Regions from separate parts of the Mus musculus genome. Here regions 1 and 2 are each linked to region 3. Evidence: chromatin contacts called from public promoter capture Hi-C data. All regions are on one chromosome and are shown on one strand. The core of a region is the stretch at or near the end of the contact, and the rest is flanking DNA. Distances in the headings are between cores, read along the strand shown.

Region 1 (3,535 bases), core at 313-2,812, 5.8 Mb after region 3:
CAAAAGAAAAAAAACAAAATCCAAGAAGGGCTGGAGTGATTGCTCAGCAGTTAAAAGCACTAGATGCTATTTCAGCCTTTAGGCAAAGAGCAGGCTACATCTGACTATTGTCACTCTGTTCTGTTGTGAGGCCACTTTCCTTGGACAAAGAATCCTTGTCCATCTTATACTGTACCACTTTGTGGAGCTGGTGCTTGCCACATTGCTTGCAGAAAGTCTGGAGTATCTTAGTAATGTTCACATGTTTACAGGAGTAGTACTGGCACAGAAAGGAAATACAATCTTCAGGAGAGTAAAAATAAAAACAATAAAAACAACCTTCTAGGACTGGATTGCTATCAGGGACATCAGCCCTGTGCCTGGGCTCATTATCCAGACCCCAGGGTTCTGTAACATCAGTAGACCGGGGACCATGTACCATCTCATCTGCATCAAGAGTTTGCAGCCCAGCTGACCCAGCTGACCTGAGAGGCTCATGAATAGAGGCATTCCTACTTAAGGCTTAGAATCAGTCACACTAAGGCAGCAGATTTCAGACTTGTCCAGATGTCAGAAGACAAAACCTATCTCCGCTCCTACCTTCCAACCTTGTTTTTCTTTTAGTAAAAGGGTTTCTTGTGTATTACTGGAAATTGCTCTGTAGAGAAAGTTAGCCTTGAACTCCAAGATCCATTTGTCTCTGCCTCTCAAGTGCTGGAATTAAAGGTGTATGAGCCATCTCTTCTGGGTATTGTAGTTCAGACAATGTGGACCATGGGAAACCGGGACAGTTGCAGAAGGGGAAAGTGGAGAAGCGATATGCATGAAATTAACAGGACTTCTGCGGACACTGTCATGATTACAGATACGCCCGTGTTCGCATTTTCCAGAGCAGTCTTGGGGGGGGGGGGGAGTACAGCAAAGCTTCCTAAATGTTCCTAAATGTTCCTTTAATTTTCTCTTAGCACAATAGAAGCATTAATCCTGACGACTCCATAGTGGTGTGAGAAGTGTCTGAATCTAGAGTCCTGTGGTGAAGGAATCTTTGAATCCAATCCAAACATGTCCTTTTCCCCTCTTCCATGGTCACCATTTCTGTATTTATTAGCCCACGAACCTGGCGAGTATCATTTCACACAAGGCAAATGTCTCAAATGCAAAATTCAACTTTGCCCGTCTCCTGTATTTCTAGACATCAAATAAAACAAGGTTTCACTATGTAGCCCTGTCTGGCCTGGAACACACTATGACAGCTTCGAAAACACAGAAATCTACCTGCCTCTGCCTGCAGTTCTGTAATTTAAGAGTTCCAGCAAGCCTGACCTTGTGACTCAGCCTCTACTATTTCTAATCCACATCTAACTCACCTAAGGTAGAAAACGGTGTGGAGAAAATAGTCTCCACGCCAGTGCCAAGAAATCCACTGAAACTTGGTCTTGTCAAGCAGGGCAGTTGTGTCCGGATCGCAGAAATTTGCTCCTGCATGAACTACATTGCCCAGAAAACATTGCATGAAACTCAGCCAATGAAAATGGGCATTTCAGCGACGGCGAGAACCGTTGGGCGGGACTTTTGGCTTTGCGTGCTGGAGGTTCTTTGTAACTTCCTGGACCCGTCAGTATGGCTCACAGAAAACTGGTGTCATCTGCTTTGGCCATGGCAGGAAAGCCGGCACGTTAAAAGCGTTTGTCCCCCGTCACAGAGACGGATCTGAGGTTTGCGACAGCTCGTGTGATCTGATCCAGGCTTCGAGTGCGGATGGCGACTTCCCAGGGCCCCACCATCCTCTGGAGCCCGATGGTGATTGTGGAGGCTGCGGGTGGAGCCCTGCCCCAGGTGAGTGCCTAGTGATCGCCCACCTACCTGAGTTCTAGAGCACTGAGATCTGGGTCAGGAGCCAACAGGGCAGACGTTCATGTCCCCGACTGTAGGGTACGGATGAACGAAATAATGTTTTTTGACATCTGTGTGCTAGATCGCTAGAGCCATCCCCTCTGACTCACAGTGCCTGTTGGACTGTACCTCCCAAGGCTTGTGGGCGGGCCTGAGCTCGGAGACAGAGCCCTGGGGTGACCTCTACTGGCGTTTTAGATGAGGGAAAAAGGGCCCAGTACCCCTAAGGACCTGACTTTTGTTTATAGAGAGACTGGTAGCCATGGAAGATTTGAACAGAGGTGAAACTTGATCTATTCAAACTTTCCCAAGCATCTCCGGGGGAATATTGAGCAAGGATGAAGTTATGTGGATGGAGACAGAGATCTATGAATCCTTAGGTAAATGCTGTGGACTAATGCAGCAGTTAGGGTTGTAGACCATAGAGGGAGAGATTAGTCTTCAAATATCTGAATTTTTTTGAGACATATGTAAACGAGGCTATGTAAACGAGGCTAGAATCAAACTTGCAATCCTTTAGAGTGATTGGATTAAAGGCAGGACCTCCCACTTCCTGCTTGTTTGACTTTAAAGTAGTACTTTCTTTCCCTTTTATTATTCATTCATTCATTTACTTACTTACTTACTTACTTATGTGAAAACATTCAGCATTTAACTAAAGTCTGCTGTGTTAACTACTTTTCCCCCTGGAACTCAGGTCTGGCTGGCCTATGTAGCCAGTGCTTGCCTCAGTCTCCGAGATCTGCCTTCCTTTGCCTTCCAAGTGTTGCAGTTAAAGGGATGCACACCATGCTTACCCAATAACTTTTTTTTTTCATTTTCCCCTTGGCTTTTTATAGAGACAGGGTTTCTCTGTGTAGCCCTGACTGTCCTGGAACTCTCTCTGTAAATCAGCCTAGCCCTGAACTCAAAGATCTACCTGTCTCTGCCTCCCTAGTTCTGGCATTAAAGGAGCGTGCCACCACTGCCTGACATCTTTTTTGGTTTTTTGAGACAGGCTTTTTCTGTATAGGATTAAAGATGAAAGCCACCACCACCTGCCTCCCAATTGTATATAGATAAACCTATACATTCTAAAACAATTGTGTGTTTGTGAAATTCTCGACACAAGCATTAGTGAGGTGCATAGGAAACAGCTGTACTGAGTACTTCACGCATAGGACTCAGTTTGGTGCAATCACTTTCCTTTTGAGCTAGGATTGTGTGGCGGTATTAATGAGAATGATTTCCATAGGCTGATGTATTTGAATGCTTAGTCACCAGGGAGTGGCACTGTTTGAGAAAAACTAAGAGGTGTGGCCTTGTTAAAGGAAGTGTGTAGCTGGGAGAGTTTGCCAAGGCTAGTGTCTCTCTCTGCCCGAACCCCACCCCTCTTTCCTGCTGCATCTATATTAGGACGCAAAGCTCACATCAGCTACTGTGCCAGTACCACACCAGTCTGCTTCCCACCATGATAATGATAATGGACTAACCCCCATGAAACTATAAGCAAGCCCTACTTAAATGCTTTTGTAAGAGTTGCCTTGGCCATGGTACCTCTTCACAACAACAAAGCAGTAACTGAGACAGGCTGCCATGCTTATCCTCAGGTAACAAACTGAAGAGATTGATTCTTTGTCCAAGGTCACCCAGTAAGAGACACCATTAAGGGATGGAGCCCAGT
Region 2 (3,869 bases), core at 177-2,676, 6.6 Mb after region 3:
AAGTCCAAAGTCAAAATCTCTTCTGAGACTCATGCAATCTCATAACTGTAGCCCTGTAAAGTCAAAATTAAAAAGCAGATCACATGCTCGCAACATACAATGCCAAAGCATACACATTATTTCCAAAAGTGGGGCTGGAGAAATGACTCAGCAGTTAGGAACACTGGATGTTCCTCTAGAGGACTGGGGTTCAATTCCCAGCACCCACATGGCAGCTTACAACTGCCTGTAACTCTAGTTCCAGGAGATCCATGCCTCCAGCCATGCATTTGGTGTACATATTTGTGCATGCAGGCAAAATATCCATACAAGCAAAAATAAATAAATCTTTAAAAATAAAAACACATTCCAAAAGGGAGAGAAAGGAGCACAATAAGAAAATCAATACTGGACCAAAGAACAAAGACGGAAAACAAGCAGGGCAAACTCTAAATTCTGCATCTCTGTGTCATTCAGATCTCCGAATCCTTTCAGCTTTGCTGACTGCCACGTACTTCTCTGTCTTGGGCTGGTTCCACACTCAGGCTGCAGCTACCCCACGACTCTAGTATCTCCAACATCTTGAAGTCTCCAACACAATCCTATCTTCACTTTACCCACTTCCCTCAACGGCCTCTCAGGATTTCTATGCAGGGATACAATACTCCTGTCAGAAAGCTCTTTGAATCCTTTCCTTTTGAGTCGCTATGGACACTTCATCACGTAAGCATGGCTGTGTAAATCATTTATCTGAGTGTGGGTTGCACACGCCTGTAATTACAGCACTTGGAAGGCTGAGTTAGGAAGATCAGAGTTCCAAACTCATCCTCTACTTACATAAAGAGTTTGAGGACTGCTGGATTACATGACATTCTGTCTCGAAACATCAACAAAAGGACTGGCATCTGGTGATCAACCTCAGCTCCTGTCCTCTCCTGGATGGGGTTTGGGACTGATCCTCTAATCCCGTTTAGCGTCTGCGATGATCAGCACCGACTCTGAAACTACCTTGAGTCTTGTCAGCCATCAATCAAGAGCAGTCAACAAGGTATTTATTACTTTGGAGATTCCAAGCATTTAAGTGCTGTAATGCAGATCACTGGAAGACACACTTATCATCATACATTTCACAGTTCTCTCACAATCACAGCACTTATTTCTCTCAGACTCTGTCTCCCTCTCTCACACCGAAAACTTACAGCCCAGTTCCTTTCACACACGCACGGGCCTGGCACACCCAAGCACAGACTTAGATCCGGACGCCCAGTCGTCTGAGCTTTCGTGCCCCCTAGATTCCACGCAACCGCCTGCCTACCTCCAGACAGAAAACACAGGGACCACGAGGATCTCCCCTGCCCGCAGCGCTCGGGCTCCCACTCCCTAACAAGCGCCCGCTAGCTGCCTTACCCAGACGCTGTCAACCGAGGAACGCTGGGAGGTTTCCTACAAGCTATGTGTGCGCAAGCGCAGCCTCTGCCAGCGACGACCTAAGAGCTTAATCTGAGAAAGGTGGGGCTGAAGGGGCGTGTACTCAGCGAAGTCTGCGATGAGAAGCGGGTACTACGGAGAACAGTTTCTTAGACTGAGGGTGAAGGCAAAGCTAAGCAGAGAAGAGCAAGGGTCTCAGAAGTTTGATGTGAGGGGCTGGGCTTAGATAGGAAGGTTCCCAGAAGAAACTGGAGTAAGGGGCGGGGCTTGGTGGAGAAGGGGCGTGTTCTCAGCAGAGTCCCTGGAGAGGGCGGTACTAAGTGGGTAAGGGGCGGGAGCTTATCCGTATTAGGTGAGGGGCGGGGTTATCAAGTAGGGCGGGTTCTCAGCTCTGTGTGAGGTGAGGTGAGGGCAGGGATTAGAGGAGGGGCGGGTTCTCAGAAGAATCCGAGGTGAGGGCGGGGCTTAGCAAGAACGGTTGGTCTCCGCCTCCGGAGGTGAGGGCGGAGCTTGGAGGAGAAGGGGCGGGTTCTCAGCGGCTCGTGTGAGGGCGGTGCTAAGCATTGAAGGAGTGGGTTCTCGGCAATCTGAAGGGGCGGGGCTTAGCCAGTAGGGCGGTTCTCCTCACAGTCAGAGGTGAAGGCGGGGCTTGAAGAAGGGGCGGGTTCTCAGCAGATTCTAGAGGGCGGGACTTAGTATAGAAGGGGCGGGTTCTCAGCAAAATCTAGAGGGCGGCGGGGCTTGAGGCGAAAGAGCAGGTTTTCAGCGTAGTGCATGGTGAGCCTGGCGCTAAGCAGAAAAGGGGAGGGTTTACAGCATTCTGAGATGAGGGGCAGGGCTTAGCAAGTAGGGAGGTTCTCCCCGCAGCCCGAGGTGAGGGCGGGGCTTGAAGGAGAAGGGGCGGCTTCTCAGAGGAGTCAGAGAAAAAGGGCAGAATTTGAGGAGAAAGGCACCATTTAAGACTGTTTGCAGAACGGATTGGAGCTGTGACAGTGTGTGGCTGAGTGCGTGATTATACAGAAGGGTTGCCCAGGATTCCTAGCCGTGTCGGTTAGGGCGAGTCTTGCGCCAGCTCTTTGTTAGGCTCCCCACCCTTTCGTGAGGCTTCCCTCACACTCTTTTGTGAGCCTCCTTGATGTCACTGTCCCTTACTTAACCAAGCTCGATCTTTATTGTTAGTTTTTGAGATTATAATTTTTGTAGAGGGAGATTTGAGGTGGTTAGCCCAGACTAACCTCCGAAATGGGTAACTCTTGATCTTTCTGTATCCATTCGTTTTCTTCCAAATTGAAATCAATGGTGTGAGCCCCCACGACGCAAGGCTTGGAAGTTTGATCTTTGCGGGAAAGCTTTGCTACAATAAAAACAGCCACTATTCTACATCTGATTGTCTCCTCCCTCCCACTCATGTTGATCACCTCTGGGATCAGCAAACCAGCATATGTTTCACCTACAAAATGGGAATGTCATAATGTTGGAAGCAGCAAATACGACAATGTCATAGGAACCAAAATATAAGAGTCAGATTTTTTTTCTTTTTTTTTCTTTTTTTTTTCCTTTTTCCGGAGCTGAGGACCGAACCCAGGGCCTTGGGCTTGCTAGGCAAGCACTTTACCACTGAGCTAAATCCCCAACCCCAAGAGTCAGATTTTTTTTTCTGCCTTTTGCCAAACTAGAAATTAACCCTGCATTGAAGAACCAAGAAATCGATAGTTGTATTAAAAGCTGAAACAAATAAAACGAGGCCATGTGGATGAAGAGAGAGAAGAAGCAAAGACAGTTCCCTGGCTTCTTGGATCTTAATTTCCACAGATAAAGCAGACCTGACAAATGGGGGGCTATAAAGAAATATAAAGTAGGGAGGGTGTGTCATACATTTCCTGATTTCTTCAGATAACATTTCAACATCTTTGAAAACCTATTCCATAAAAGATATCTGCTAGTTGTCATCAATTCAGTTTTGACAGTACCTGGAATTGAAGGCTTGGCCCTACAAAACTCCCCACTGTTTGAGATGGAACTCCCAAACTTCAGTTGTTTTACCTGTGTTTCTGACTCTAAGCTGAAGTTTCTACCACCTGTGCTTCTTGAGTTCTATTCATTTGCTAGCGTGAAAGATATCAGGAAAACACAGGATTCTCTTGTTGTTGTTGTTGTTGTTGTTGTTGTTTATAGGAGACTTTAAAGGACACAAATGAACAAGTTGAAGACAAAGTGCAGAAGTAAGTAAGAATTGGAGTTTCTCTCCCCACAGGGTTGAAGTGTGTCACTCCCCTAGCACATGGCTGTATTCTTCTTGGTCTTTCTGAAAGCCTTGCATTGCTTGGAGGCAGAGGCAGGGACTGGGGGCGGGGCGGGGCGGGGCGGGGCGGGGCGGGGCGGGCCAAGCTGAGGCTTTATTAGGTAGGTATGATTGGTTAAGTCATGGGCTACTGTTAATCAATGTTACCTTTATCCACCCC
Region 3 (3,716 bases), core at 706-3,205:
ACCTACCTGTTGCCTAAGAAGTTCGAAGTGTGTACACACTGTGTCTCAGTAACAATGTGTGTTGGCCTAGCATGTGAAAAAGCCCTGGCTCTAATCGCTAACACAAAAAGGATTGCAGACCTCCCCAAATAAACTCACAAAGTAAACTAAACACTCACTAGACAAGACTGAAAATCTTTTAGATTAATGCCTAGGTCCTGCTGTTTCTTTTTCCCTTCTATTTTGGGCATGTACGCAAGTCAGGGGACAATTTGCAGCTGTCAGTTCTATTCTTCTACCTTGGATTCAAAGGATTAAACTTATATTGTCAGGCTTTGTGGTAACTGTCTTTATAGGCTGAACCACCTTACAAGCTCATTCTGTGGTATCTTTACAGACAGTAGACATACTTTAATTCCTTTGAACAAAATAGACAACTGGGCCGAAAGATATAGCTGAGTTGGTAGGGTGCTTGCTTTGTAAAAAGCCCTGGGTTCAATGTCAAGTAGTGGGATAAACTTGGAATGGTGATATATACCTTCAATCCCAGCACTCGGGACAGAATGCAGATATTAGCTTTTTCCACTAGACAGGGTTTCAGGCCAGTCTCAGCTATATGAGATTACCTCAAAATGGGTTATGAGGGCAAAGCAAATAGCTCCCATACTAACTTAGCCATAACAGTACCCATAGCCAACTGACATTTTTCAGGGGAGGGCAGCAGGGAACATTCATAGCACCAACTGGTCTCATACTCAAATTCCTCTTGCTGTAGGCTGATAGCAGCTTACCAACTGCTTTTGACAAGGGTGCCAACATGGTTCAGTTGACTAAAGCCATCTTTTCAATTGATACCCACTAACTGAATATACAAACGAAAGGGGACATCAAGTCAGGTGTAGTGGCACATGGGAGACAGAGGCAAGATCTCAAAGAGCTCCAGGCAGCCAGCAAGGGCTACACAGCAAGACCCTGACTCTGTCTCAAGAGACACACGATTAGAAAAATACGGGATAAAAACCACACTCTAACATCTTTTAGTGCCAGTTTGTATTAGGCGTGGGTGTAGCTGTCCAGTTATTGCTCTTCTACCTGTCTTGTACATCCACTGGTTGTTTTATGCCCTTTTCTGAACTAGAAGCTCATCCACACCTGGTCTCAATTAAAAAAATCATCACAAAGAACAATCATTAAGTTCCTTTTACCTGCAGAGAAATATCGTTGATCTGCACGTCATCAGTGCTCCATTTCCCAAAGAGCTTGATGTCAGGGGTCTCTGCCACCGCTGGTGTGGCTGCTTCCCACTCAGTCATCCTGGGGACAGGAGAATGGCAAGAAACCGTTACTGCCTAGACATGCTGGAGCAGTCACTCTGACCCCAAACTCTTCAGACGAACTCTCACTTTGTGGCAAACTGGGACATGAAGGGGAGACCCAGAAAGCTTTGAACAGCTCTCCAAACCCAGGAAAACCACTCAGGATTCTAAAGTAACTCGGCAGTCACCCCGCTAATCAGCTGGTACATGGACCACAGTATGATGGTTCATGAAGCCGTATACTCATCAGCTCCCATCAGATTTCCGTTGTGCACTTAGAACGTGTACTGAGCAAAAGAGTCATCACAAAACTAAGCAAACCTAGATTTATGTTTATGGTATATGACCCAAGTGATTTCCCTGGAGTCCCGTGTGTGCAAAGTATGAAGTCAAAACAGTGCAAACAAGAGGCGAAGACTAACTCGGCCCGTGCCGAGTTTCCCTAGGCACCCTTTTTCGCAGAGAAACGGTGAGATCCAAGCGGTCACGCCCAGGCTTCAGGTTCGGCCTCCGGCCCCCCAGATGTGCCTTAGAACACTCATGGTCACCTCTTCTGAACTCCGTGTCCCTCCGCAGCCTCACCTGAGGGCGCAGACTGGGCTTCTCAGTCGCTCGGCGTGGACCACGCGCCGCCCTGATACAGACAGGAAGAGGCCGCGCGCAGCGGACTAGCGCTTTTATGCAAAGCGAAAACTTCCGGGTCAGAGGTAGAGACGCACGCGCAGATGAAAACAGCGTGCTCACCAACCAATCAAGCGCTAGGATGAGAGGCGCCCTTTGAGCCGGGTAAAGCATGCGCACTTTTAGAAACAGCGCCACGCCCGTCTTCTGGCGGACCTCTGAAGTACTAGCTAGGCTTCTGAGTCGGCGCACATGCGCAGAAACTTTGGTGAGACCGACGCCGCCATATCTAAGTAGTGCTGACGTCCAGTCCACGCTCTCCGTAATTAGGCTGCAAAACCCAGGAACCATGGACGGTGGATTCTTAGCTAGGGCAACCAGCTCGGCTCACATTTTCTCACCAAAATAATGGAGTCGGGTCCTGTGGTTACCACCGATCCGGGTTCACAAGCACGGGCCCCACCCTCTCCCCTCCCGCAAGCCATGCTCGGCGGGTCCCAGGCTTCCGGTATGGGATCACTTCCTTTTTAATCACTCTGGCCACGCTTGTCTGGGCTTTTTTTCCTCAGGTTCAATCGCGGACAGTAGATTCCGACCGCCATTCGTGAACCTCCCCGGGGAGGGATACATAGAGGGGAGTCCTGGAGGGGTTGGCAGCCCGGGGATCTCCTAGGTGACTTACTTATCTGAGATCCCAGTGATTTGGTACTAATAAGGGAGAGACCTTGCCAGCAGGTTCACCCCCAGGGGTGGGTTTGTTTGTTTGTTTGTTTTGGAGACAGGGTTTCTCCTTGTAGCACCGGCTGTCCAGGAACTCGCTCTTTAGACCAGGCTGATTCATCTGCCTCTGCTCCTCCCAACTGCTGGGATGAAACATAAGGAGAGGAGGGAGGGGAGAGGAGAGAAGAGGAAAGAGGGAGGGAGGGAGGGAGGGAGGGAGAGAGAAGAGAAGAGAGAGAAGAGAGGAAAGGTGTCAGCAAACATAAGGAGAGGAGGGAGAGAAGAGGAAAGAGGGAGGGAGGGAGAGAGAAGAGAAGAGAGAGAAGAGAGGAAAGGTGTCAACAAACATAAGGAGAGAAGGGAGGGGAGAGGAGAGAAGAGGAAAGAGGGAGGGAGGGAGGGAGAGAGAAGAGAAGAGAGAAGAGAGGAAAGGTGTCAACAAACATAAGGAGAGAAGGGAAGGGAGAGGAGAGAAGAGGAAAGAGGGAGGGAGGGAGGGAGAGAGAAGAGAAGAGAGAAGAGAGGAAAGGTGTCAACAAACATAAGGAGAGAAGGGAAGGGAGAGGAGAGAAGAGGAAAGAGGGAGGGAGGGAGAGAGAGAGAAGAGAAGAGAGGAAAGGTGTCAACAAACATAAGGAGAGAAGGGAGGGGAGAGGAGAGAAGAGGAAAGAGGGAGGGAGAGAGAGAGAAGAGAGATTCTCACCCCGTTTTCTTCTCTATATCTCAGTTCATACCTTGTGTGTGTGGAGGGAGGGAAAACTGGGATTTCGGGAATCTTACCTAATTTTATCGTTGTTGTTGGGGGTATCACCCTACTTATCTTTGAAAGCTGACATTGCACTACAGTGATTGATAATGGATGTTTTTATAGACTCCGTATTACCTACTAGGTGACAGAGGGCAGATGAGGGGCTCCTGAATATGGGCCATAGGTTAAGAGAAATGCTGTAGCCGGGCAGTGGTGGTGCACGTCTTTAATCCCAGCACATGGGAGGCAGAGACAGGCGGATTTCTGAGTTCGAGGCCAGCCTGGTCTACAGAGTGAGTTCCAGGACAGCCAGGGCTACACAGAGAAACCCT

Evidence for each region. Promoter capture Hi-C pulls out the DNA fragments that hold promoters and counts their contacts.
Region 1: a contact with region 3 is called in a promoter capture Hi-C map of pre-B cells. The contact joins the promoter of Zfp954 here to the promoter of Rps5 in region 3. A contact is called at or near these places in 3 of 39 promoter capture datasets (cranial neural crest, frontonasal cranial neural crest and pre-B cells).
Region 2: a promoter capture Hi-C map of second pharyngeal arch cranial neural crest shows a contact between it and region 3. The contact joins the promoter of Zfp78 here to the promoter of Rps5 in region 3. A contact is called at or near these places in 5 of 39 promoter capture datasets (cranial neural crest, frontonasal cranial neural crest, maxillary cranial neural crest and 2 more).

What each region holds. Positions count from the first base shown.
Region 1 is chr7:7,119,503-7,123,037 of GRCm38.p6, reverse strand. Zfp954 (zinc finger protein 954) reads left to right here and starts at 1,562. Exons shown (of 5, transcript NM_172738.3): 1 at 1,562-1,815. The coding sequence starts at 1,738.
Region 2 is chr7:6,360,865-6,364,733 of GRCm38.p6, reverse strand. It overlaps Zfp78 (zinc finger protein 78), which reads right to left and starts at 1,426. Exons shown (of 5, transcript NM_001025163.1): 1 at 1,387-1,426.
Region 3 is chr7:12,920,550-12,924,265 of GRCm38.p6, reverse strand. It overlaps Rps5 (ribosomal protein S5), which reads right to left and starts at 1,955. Exons shown (of 6, transcript NM_009095.2): 1 at 1,878-1,955; 2 at 1,185-1,293. The coding sequence starts at 1,292.